Regions from separate parts of the Mus musculus genome. Here regions 1 and 3 are each linked to region 2. The links are chromatin contacts, called in public HiChIP or PLAC-seq maps. All regions are on one chromosome and are shown on one strand. The core of a region is the stretch at or near the end of the contact, and the rest is flanking DNA. Distances in the headings are between cores, read along the strand shown.

What was found. HiChIP or PLAC-seq counts read pairs in DNA pulled down with a chosen protein or histone mark.
Region 1: a contact with region 2 is called in a FOXA1 HiChIP or PLAC-seq map of pancreatic cancer cells. The contact joins the enhancer-like site here to the promoter of E130102H24Rik in region 2. A contact is called at or near these places in 12 of 39 promoter capture datasets (3T3-L1-derived adipocytes, the C10 cell line, HPC-7-derived erythroid cells and 7 more), 3 of 15 datasets of contacts at CTCF or cohesin (embryonic stem cells, large pre-B cells and pro-B cells), 35 of 484 Hi-C or Micro-C datasets (B cells, the C10 cell line, the C2C12 cell line and 26 more) and 14 of 115 datasets of contacts at active chromatin or transcription factors (craniofacial prominence, embryonic forebrain, embryonic limb bud and 8 more).
Region 3: a contact with region 2 is called in an HNF4G HiChIP or PLAC-seq map of pancreatic cancer cells. The contact joins the promoter of Lepr here to the promoter of E130102H24Rik in region 2. A contact is called at or near these places in 3 of 39 promoter capture datasets (hippocampal neurons, liver and maxillary cranial neural crest) and 1 of 115 datasets of contacts at active chromatin or transcription factors (pancreatic cancer cells).

What each region holds. Positions count from the first base shown.
Region 1 is chr4:101,668,423-101,671,405 of GRCm38.p6, reverse strand. No RefSeq gene overlaps it. Among named protein-coding and RNA genes, the nearest start is that of Leprot, 22 kb to the right of the region's middle. Within about 2 kb of position 1,330, at least 17 of the 459 cell types and tissues checked have an H3K27ac peak or open chromatin away from gene starts, as enhancers often do. A contact at or near this core is called in pancreatic cancer cells and uterus, where this site is marked.
Region 2 is chr4:101,354,745-101,357,916 of GRCm38.p6, reverse strand. E130102H24Rik (RIKEN cDNA E130102H24 gene) reads left to right here and starts at 1,669. Exons shown (of 2, transcript NR_040708.1): 1 at 1,669-1,836. All of the region lies in intron 1 of 0610043K17Rik (RIKEN cDNA 0610043K17 gene), which reads right to left.
Region 3 is chr4:101,716,601-101,719,586 of GRCm38.p6, reverse strand. Lepr (leptin receptor) reads right to left here and starts at 1,681. Exons shown (of 19, transcript NM_146146.3): 1 at 1,649-1,681.

The DNA of each region.
Region 1 (2,983 bases), core at 81-2,580, 310 kb before region 2:
TGTGTGTGAAGGCCAGAGGTCAACCATGGGTGTTGTTCTGCAGATGGCTGCCCGTTTTGCCAATGTATTGTTGTTAGTTGTTGTTTCAAGATAAGGTCCTCACTGGAACCCAAGGCTCACCAATTTAAAAATTAAAGTAAGCTGGATAACCAGAGAGTCCCAAGGATCCCCCTGTCTCCATCTCTATGATTATAAGCACAGGCCACTGATAGAAACAGGAAATGGAGCTGCTGATCTGATTGGAAACCATTGTGGTGGATTGTCTCACCTCCCCTCCATCCCATCCTTGGGCCCCACCCCTTCTTCCCTACCCCATCCTTCCTCTCCTACCACCTGTGAAACGGTTCTTTTATATTCTGACCTTCACCTCATTTGACTCCCAGCTAGTCTCTTATAGGCTCTGGCAACAGACCCCACCACACCAGAAGGGCTACGTCTATAATGTGTGTGCCCCAACTAGATACACCCTTTCTTCCCATTTCCTCCACAGCTTGGGTCCTGTATTCCTTTCCTGGAACTCAGGGCTCCCTCTCCATTCCCTGTTTCCCAGGAATCAGGCCTGAGAGCTAAAGAAGGGACTTCTGTCTCATCATAGCTTACCATGCTATTGTCTGTCGTTGGCATTAATAATTCTTCTGATGTTTGAAACAAGCAAAGGAAACTTATCCTAAGTGCTACCATTTTGTTTTCAGACTCCATTTAATCATAGGGAGAAATGAAATTCAAGGTCCCAGGCCCTAGAGGAGCTGAGGACTTCCCAATAGCTGAACAACATCTATTATCAGGAAACAGTTTCTGAGTCTAGACATCTCAAGGACAACTTCTCTCTATCTTGCTTAATTTGGCAGGGTCAAATTAAGTTCATGTTTCCAGGCCCAAGAACTGATTGGTGAAAACACCCTTATATCAAAATACAATTGGACAATGTTATAGCCCACCACTTTCCCCCTCGCTTTGTGGTCTCATCCTTTAAATATGCTATGCAACTTCTCTTTGGGGTCATGGTCCAGCTCCTGAGTCAATTCTGTAGCAGCTTGGTCACAATAGATTTTTGTCATTTGCATTGAAAGGTTGGATTTATATTGGATTTAAGTGGCTGCCACAACACTAATAAATCTCTTACACCAAAGACAATTCACCTCAGTGTTGTCCCTTGAGCCCTCAAACCCAAAACCTTTCAATAACTTAAACAAGCAGAGCCCCAAGTGGCACAGAGTTAGTTCCTAGGGCAGGTGGCAGGCCCACAACACCCACACTTTTACAGCAGTCTCCTTGTTTCTTCTACTTCACTCTCAACCCCTTCTGCCGAATCAGATGCCCACACCTCTGCCTCAATGCCCAATACCAGAACCAGGCAGTCGTTGCTAAGGACATGACTCACACCTCAGAGATAAACTGTTAGGCCAGAGTTTCAGTTCTTGTTAAGTTTACACAGAATTCTTTGCCAACCTTACTGGAAGCATGTTCCCATAAGATCTTATCTCATTCCACTTGCTACCAGCTAGATTTATCGGCATGGAATTATTAATTAGGGACCGAGCTATTTCCTGAGCACTTTTGACAGAACGGTCATGTTTGTGACTCTGTGACTCACTCTCAGCCTTTGCCATCTGTCCCTGGGCAAATGCACTGGTTTATTTTCCAGTTGTTTGTTGTTCTCTTTTCTTTCTTTCAAAGACAGATTTGGAAAAGCGATTTTTTTGGAAGAGCAATTTTCCCCCTCTCTTTACAGAATACTTTTAATTAAAACACACTAGAGCAAACCCATTAGGAGTCAAATCATGCCTTCTCAAAACCCTCTTGTTCTAGCTTCATTAGCAGAGGTTTTTAGGGTCATACCTCAGGCCCTGACAGCCCTAACAAGCGAGGCTCTGCCACCTATCCCCAGTAGGCTAATTACAGAGAAAACCAGCGAGGCTGGGCAGAGGAAGAGTTATTCACTGTAGCCATATTGAAAAGAGGACCAAATATTGAGCTCAGAGTCCGGATATGAAAGTCAATTCACACGGCAGGCAAGCTGCCCTTCCTGGTCAAGATGTGGCCCATCGCCAACATAGCATTGTCTCAGCTCCTGCTTCACACTTGCCAGTGCTGTGTGAAAACTCTTTCCAGGAAACAAACCTCCTCTAGTTGGTAACAGGTCAGCAAAGAGAAGACTCCCAGGAGAAATTCCAGTTCCCTAGGGTCTATTATCTCAACAGGCTGAGAGCTGAAGTGGGGGTGGGGGGTGGGGGACCTCACTCCTGCCAGGTACAGGTAGTCATCTCTAAGTAAATGTTGAAATCCTTACAAGGACCTTTGAGGTCCTGGGGGATATAACCAACCATCCCACAATTAATGGATTTAACCATATTATCCACCTCTCAGGCTACAAGCCAGGAGGAGATGTGTTCTAGCTCAGGACTCTGCCCTTGCTTATCCCTCCTTTTGGATTATCCTTTCGTTACTGCCTGGACTGTCTTCTATGTCCTTCAGGTGCCATAGACTGAATAAACTTTTCCAGACTATTGTGTCATGGGCAGAAGTCTCCATTACCTGCCCACATCCATGTCCATATTCATAAGAGTCTGTATCTTTTCCTTTATTGTTTTTTTTTCACTTTCTTTTGTTCTTTTTTTCAAGACAGAGCTCTCTGTTTAACAATCCTGGCTGGCCATCCTGGAGCTCACTCTGTAGAATAGGTTGGCCTTGAACTCACAAAGATCCGCCCACCTCTGCCTCCTGAGTGCGGGAACTAAAAGCACACACCACCACATCCAGCTGTCTTTTCACTTTCATTAGCACAATGTATTATTAGTTTACTTATGTTTTGCTTCTCTACACACACACAAAAAGCTACCTAAGGAGGGTATTTTAGTTTGTTTTCTGTTTTTGTAATAAGTACCATGGTGAAAAGCAACTTGGAATGGGGTAGCAGCTATTTGGCTTACAGAGTTACATTCCATTATCATGAGAAGACAAAGCAGGGGGCTTGAAATAGGAA
Region 2 (3,172 bases), core at 420-2,919:
CACAGCACACATGTTGCCTTGTTCAATGACAAGGATGCTCCCCAGAAGAAGAGGAAAAGAAGCTGTGTTCACACACATATTTGAGTCAACACTCAAGAAAGGTGCCGGAAGAGGTCATGAACCCCCGCAGCAGTCCTGTGGGGTTAGCAGTTCTGAGTTATCCATCTTTAAGTTCTAGGCACAGGAATGTTACAAAACGGAACTACAGCTGCACGGTGCTAGGCTCTACTTTACCCCCTCAGCTGTCTCTCGGTCCAAACAAACTGGGGTCTAACACGGTATTTAGCTTAGACCTACCCTGTGTCTCTCACCTGTAAGTGGTAGCGCCCTAGTCAACGCTAAGGTCCACTTCTGCTTTCAATCATACGAGAGGCACGCAGAAGAGAAACAAAAGTGAAAGCTCTTGAAGGAACACACACAAGTAACCGAAAGCACCAAACTCTGTCACTGAGACCTGGCAGAGTTCCAGACATTTATCCTTTCAGCAACCGTGAACTCTGGGCACCTATCACGTCCTGTGAATGTGAATTAACACGGTAGAACACGAATCGGCCCAAAGCTCTGCAGCAGTCTTCTCAACCCTTCCTAGCACTGAACCTTTTATTTAAATTTCTACCTCAATAAATCCAGCCACGATGCACGCCCTCGCCCAACCAAACCAAACCAAACCAAAAAGCCCGCAACGCCACAAACCATCCCTAAGCTGTGCGTCCAGCTTTAGGAAAAGAGAAAAGGAAGCAGAAAGAAAATCTGAACTGGTCTGATTCCCCCTGCCCTCGCCATGTGGGGGTCCTCGGAGCGAACTGTTTTACAACTTAGAAAATGCAGCGGTCTTCCGATTCTGTTATTTGAATGGACCACTGAGCCACTGGAGCCAGGCAAGGGCAGGCAGCCGGGTACCCAGCAGAAGGATGGAGCACAAGGCCCGCACAACCAGGATCCGCGGACCCTGATGATGGGAGGATGCTTGGAGCACCCCAGCCTCCGGCTCCTGGGCACGGAGAGACCGGCGCGCACGCGCGCACACGCACCACGTCCTTCGCCTGGAGTTGTGTCTCGTCTCCCTTTTGTTTTTCTCCCTTCCCGGTCATGAGACCCGGAAGTTTTTTTTTTTTTTTTTTTTCCTTCAATCCTGTCTCTCTCCCTTTTCCACCCCCCCCCCCCCTTCCCCAATCTATCACATGGCAAAGCTAGAATAAAAACAGAAAAATGGCGACGGTCACGTTGTGGCGAGCCTTGCTGCGTCATTAGATAATCCTCATGCAAATAGCGGGATGAACAAAGAAAGGGGGGCTCGGGACCCCCGAGGGCGCAGGTGGGTGCGGGGTGCGCGCGGCCGCGGGGGCGGCGTCCGTGTGCGCGCTCCGGGTGCTGCGCTCTCGGCCCCGGGCTGGCGGCGCGCCCTGGCCGGCCCGCGGGGCGCAGAGAGCGGCTGTGCGGCGCGCGCACGGCGCTCGCACCCGGGCCGGCCCCGTATCCCGGAGCCCGGAGACGACGGCGGGGGCGGAGGCTGCTGTTGGACGCCTTTGGGCGCTCGGCGCCAGCTCCGGTAGGCGGCGGACCGCGCGGGGCGGCAGCTCGGGGCCAGGCCCGGAGCTGTGGCGCACTCGCTTTTCCCCCCACCCCCGCCCGGTGGCTGGGCGCTGGCGCGGTTCCCTCGCCGTCCCGCGGCCGCTGGAAATAGAGCCGGGATGTTGTTTACATGACGGATCCGGCGGGAGGAGTCTGCGAGGAGGAGGCGGAGAGAGGAAGAGCGGAGTCCCCGCGGCGGCGGTGGCGGGCCGGGGTGCGGGCGAGCGCCGCGCGGTCCCCGAAGCCTGGACACGGGAGCCTAGGGTAGGCAGGCGGGGGCGCGGGCTGCGGGAAGGCTGTCAGAGTGGGCTTTGCGGTACCTAGCCTGTCACGCAGACTCTTGGGGGGCAGGGGGAAGGAAAATGGAGAGAGGTTGGGAGAACCTCTGTTTCCCCTTACGTTTGGGAACGCCCCCCCTCTTATCCCCCACTCTTTCCCGCTTCTCCCTGGACTCACCTGTTTGTTTCCACCGCTCAGGGCTCTGGGTTTTTGTTTGTTTGCTTGTTTGTTTTAAACGTGCGCCAGAGGGGCTGGGCTTATTACTATTATTTGCGAAATTATTGGGAAGGCGAGAGGGTGTTGCTGTAATCGATCCTAGTCCAGGTCGGTTTTCAGGAGGGGGAGGGGACTTGGCGAAGACCCCGGCTCCTGGCCGCAGCTGACCCCGGGGCTCCTCCCCGCCTTCCCGGTGAGGAATCCTTTCCCTTGCCCCGCGAAGCCAGCTGCCACCTTCCTGGAGAAAGACCACACCTATGCTTCTTCCCGCTTTGGAGGCGAGGTGAGCTAAGAAGCCAGACAGTGCCCTGCCCACCAGAGCTTGGCCAGACCTCGACACCCCAGAATTGGTAAAAGGCGCTTCTTTTCACCTGCTGATAGCGTTGGTACGTCAGCCCTCTCTAGTCCCCAGAAGTTGCAATTCACAGTTTACGTTAAAATTTGTCTCTTTCTTCACCCTTCTTCCCACCGGCAATGAACTGTTGAGTTTAAGTTGAAAAAGAGAGGTGTCTCCCGCCCTGCCCCTAGTGAGGGTTTTTTTTTTTTTTAATTCCACAGTAGGTCTTCCACTCAGACCTGCACTTCTCCGGTCTCCTCTATCTCCCACTAAACTTAGCCCAGAGCCAGGCCTAAGCTTTTATTCCCTGTGGGCCGCACCCTGGCCCCTTGCCTTTCTACCGAGCCAAATGCTTCTCAAAGCAGAAGGCACACCCAGCCCCAAGTCTCTTCCAAGAGGGAGGGAAGAAGAAAGGATTTGGGGGGGGGTGTCCTCAAGTTCCGGTTTCCAAAACCCCCGTAGCATTCTCCTCCCGGAGCCTCCTGAATTCTTCCTAACAGCTGTTTTCTGCAGTGCCTTTTGCTCCTCCTGGCCTTATATTGGAGAGAGTGGATGGGGAGAGATAGCCACCCCCACCCCTTTCCTAGAACTAGGCAATTTTTTTCTCTGTCTTTTCATTTATTATGTTTGGAATATAAAATATGCAAGTGTGATTGCCTGTTATTAGAGTTGATTTTCTTCCTGGCTAGTGACTAACTGGGACTCCAGAGGGAAGGAGAGGTGAGGGATGGTGAGAGGGGGATCGTTCACCACCTATGTGTCCTGGGA
Region 3 (2,986 bases), core at 432-2,931, 360 kb before region 2:
AAAGAATTCATTTATTTTGGCTTTTCCCCCCCTTATTTCCAAGACCTCCCACTTCACAAACACAAACCATTTGGTCCTGTATTAGTGATCTAAGGGCGAAGCAATGACTGTTTTTCCTCGATAAAGTCATAGGAGAGTAGAGCCCCACATTGCAAAAGAGAAAAGGGTCTCTGCCAAGCTCCACAGCTCCCCAAGCTGTGAATGAGCTGGCCTGGATCTAAGAGGCAGATGCCTGCAGTGTTCCCCTTGTTTTTCAAGCAAGCACCAGCAGGGTATCTGAGCTCTAAGGCTCCCTAGCTAATCAGCACAGGATCCACTTCAGTCTGCTCAGTTTCAAAGGAACCGAGCCTCTGCTTCAGGGGGTACTATGAGGACCACAGAGAAACTGGTCGACGTTCTTCCCAGCCAAAAGACAGAGAAAGAACTGAAAATAAGTTAAACTGTGTTCATAAAGGAGTACTTCAAAGTCCTTTTGCTTCTTAGATTGCACACAAAGCATTTGTGGGTGGTAAGACATTATTTCATTTTAGACCATAGCCAACAAAATTAGCTAAAAATGCTTCTATGCCTAGCCTAACTGGCAGTGTCTAAATCCCAAACAATTTTAAAAATACCAACAGTAAAATATTTTATGTGGTTAAAAAAAAAAAAAAAAGCTACTGTCTCCTTCTGTGCCCACATATGTCAAGGTGTTCTGTTTTTCAAAAATTAAGCAAAAAGTACACTGCCACGTTATAGTACTACTGTGTGTGTGTGTGTGTGTAGTACTAATTTCTGATTGATCTGTTTAGTTAACCTCTACTATTTTCTGGGATTCATTCCAAGATTATTAAACATATCACTGAAGTTGCTGTCTCTGTTATTGAGATTCATTTCAGAGACACTCTGAAGTGGTCTGGAAAACCACTTCTTAAACATTCTGCACACAACTTTATGCTAAGAAGCCACAAGTGCCACACAGTATTTGATGAGAAAGCTACAATTTTTGGCTTTCTACAATTTTTTTCTTCCAAATATACAATACAAAAAAAAAAAAAAAAGTACTGTGTGAAAGCCACAGGTTATTTATGTAGTTGCGGTACTTCTTTCTTCCTTTTTCTATTCAGTTTTTCAGTGTTGCAGACATTGGCTTAAAGGTAACATGACTCTTTTAGTGCCAGGTGATCTATTCTTGTATTAATTATATATTTCCAAATTCTTTACAAATGCTATGTTTTCCCTACCACTATTAACTGAAAAATCCTGAAAACATTGATTGTTAATGCACATAAAAACCCCAACCCAAGACCAATGGAGTCTTTTAGTTTCATGAAATTAGCAAGATTAGCAATTACAGAAGTCTAGATTTTTAATATGAGGCACACCTGAGGTATTATTAAAAAGCCCTCTGAAATGAATCCAACCCTCTAAATGTGATAGACAAGAAACCCATGGAGGTTAGGCTAAGCACACACCCCTGAAGATAAATCGGAAACCACAGCTGAACCCAGGTGCTATGTTTCTGGGTCCGGAGCGCTGTCGCTGCGCTTGCGTCACTGTCTGGATACACACAGACCCTTCAGGCCCCTCCGAAGAACTCCTCTGCAGGCAGGAGTCCACGAGTAGCGTCGCGCCCCGACACCCAGTGCCTTAGATGGCCTCAACATACCTGGATTTGCAGAACGATTCCTCGGTCGGGTCTGGTTTTTTCCTCACCGCTGCAAATCCTTTTAAAGGAGTGCTCCGGCTGGGGCTCCGCTTGGGGCTCCGCTTGGGGCTTTGGTTGGCCGGAGGGCTGGCTTTTCTATTTGTTTTGTTTCTAATTTGCTCGGGAAGGGGGAAGAGGGTGGGAAACTTAACCCGCCCCACAGCACATTTTTCTTCCTTGTGTCTTTCAAACCAACCCACCCTCTTTCCGCCTCCGGGACTTAAGGGGTTGATGTCGCAGCCCCGGGCAGTTTCCAAAGTAGTCAGAGGCCTGGAGAAGTTGCGTGGCTCTCCGCAGGTACCGCCCCAGTCTGCTGCCTGGTCCCCAAACGCCCTGCGTCCTGCGTTGCCTTGGGTGGCCTCGCGCCAGGGATTGAGGACTAAAAGAGTGTCCCACCTGTGTCCCGGAGTGGCGTAAAGCAGGGATGCCTGGGCTCTATGCTGCTGGCTCAGAAGGTGCCGACCACTCGTGCGCGGGCGCGACGCTGCGGGGCACTGGCCACTCAGGTGACTGCGCGGCGGGGACGCTGCGCGCGTGGCCGAGGAGCTTGGGCGAAGCTTTGAGGGCTGATTCTGTCCTCTCTGGCCTTTACAGCAGCAGGTGTGGGGTATGCTGCAGTAATAATCGCAAGGAAAGTGCCAAGTGGGAAAGAGAACCAGGAAAGACCCTTACCCCCTACCCCTCCAATAGGACAGTCAGGAGCTCCCTATCCCCTGATGTGCATCAGCCATCACCTCAGCCTTACTTGTCCCAAAGGGAAAGAGGGCATTCCTGCATCTAGTTGATTAATGAACACTTCGTTTTCCATCCTGGAACTCAATGACATTTGACGTAGCAGGTTACAAAATAGATAGATAGATAGATAGATAGATAGATAGATAGATAGATGGATGGATGGATGGAAAAAAATCTGTCCTTAGAGAGTCAGAATCCAAACTCAAAGTACATTTGTTGCTCTCTGCTCAAAATGTGACTCACTCATCTGCTTACTTCCTATGTCTGTTTATTGAGGACTTGATGTATTACATTATTCTCTTTGAACTTGAGGAAGGAGGACATAAGCATTTATAAAATTCCCAGCTGTACAGTAGATCTGAAAGAGAAACAGTAAAGATGAAAGTGAGTAGAGATATTTAGACTGGGTAAATCCTCAGTTACAAGCAAAGGTCTCTCAAGGTTAATTTGACCATCGTTCTCCTAGGAAGGCCATCAAAAAACGGGCTCTACAAGTGAATTGCCTGAATTAACCCAGCCACCACAGGACTGAGAGCATAGCTCCTATCCCATGAGATGAGCCAT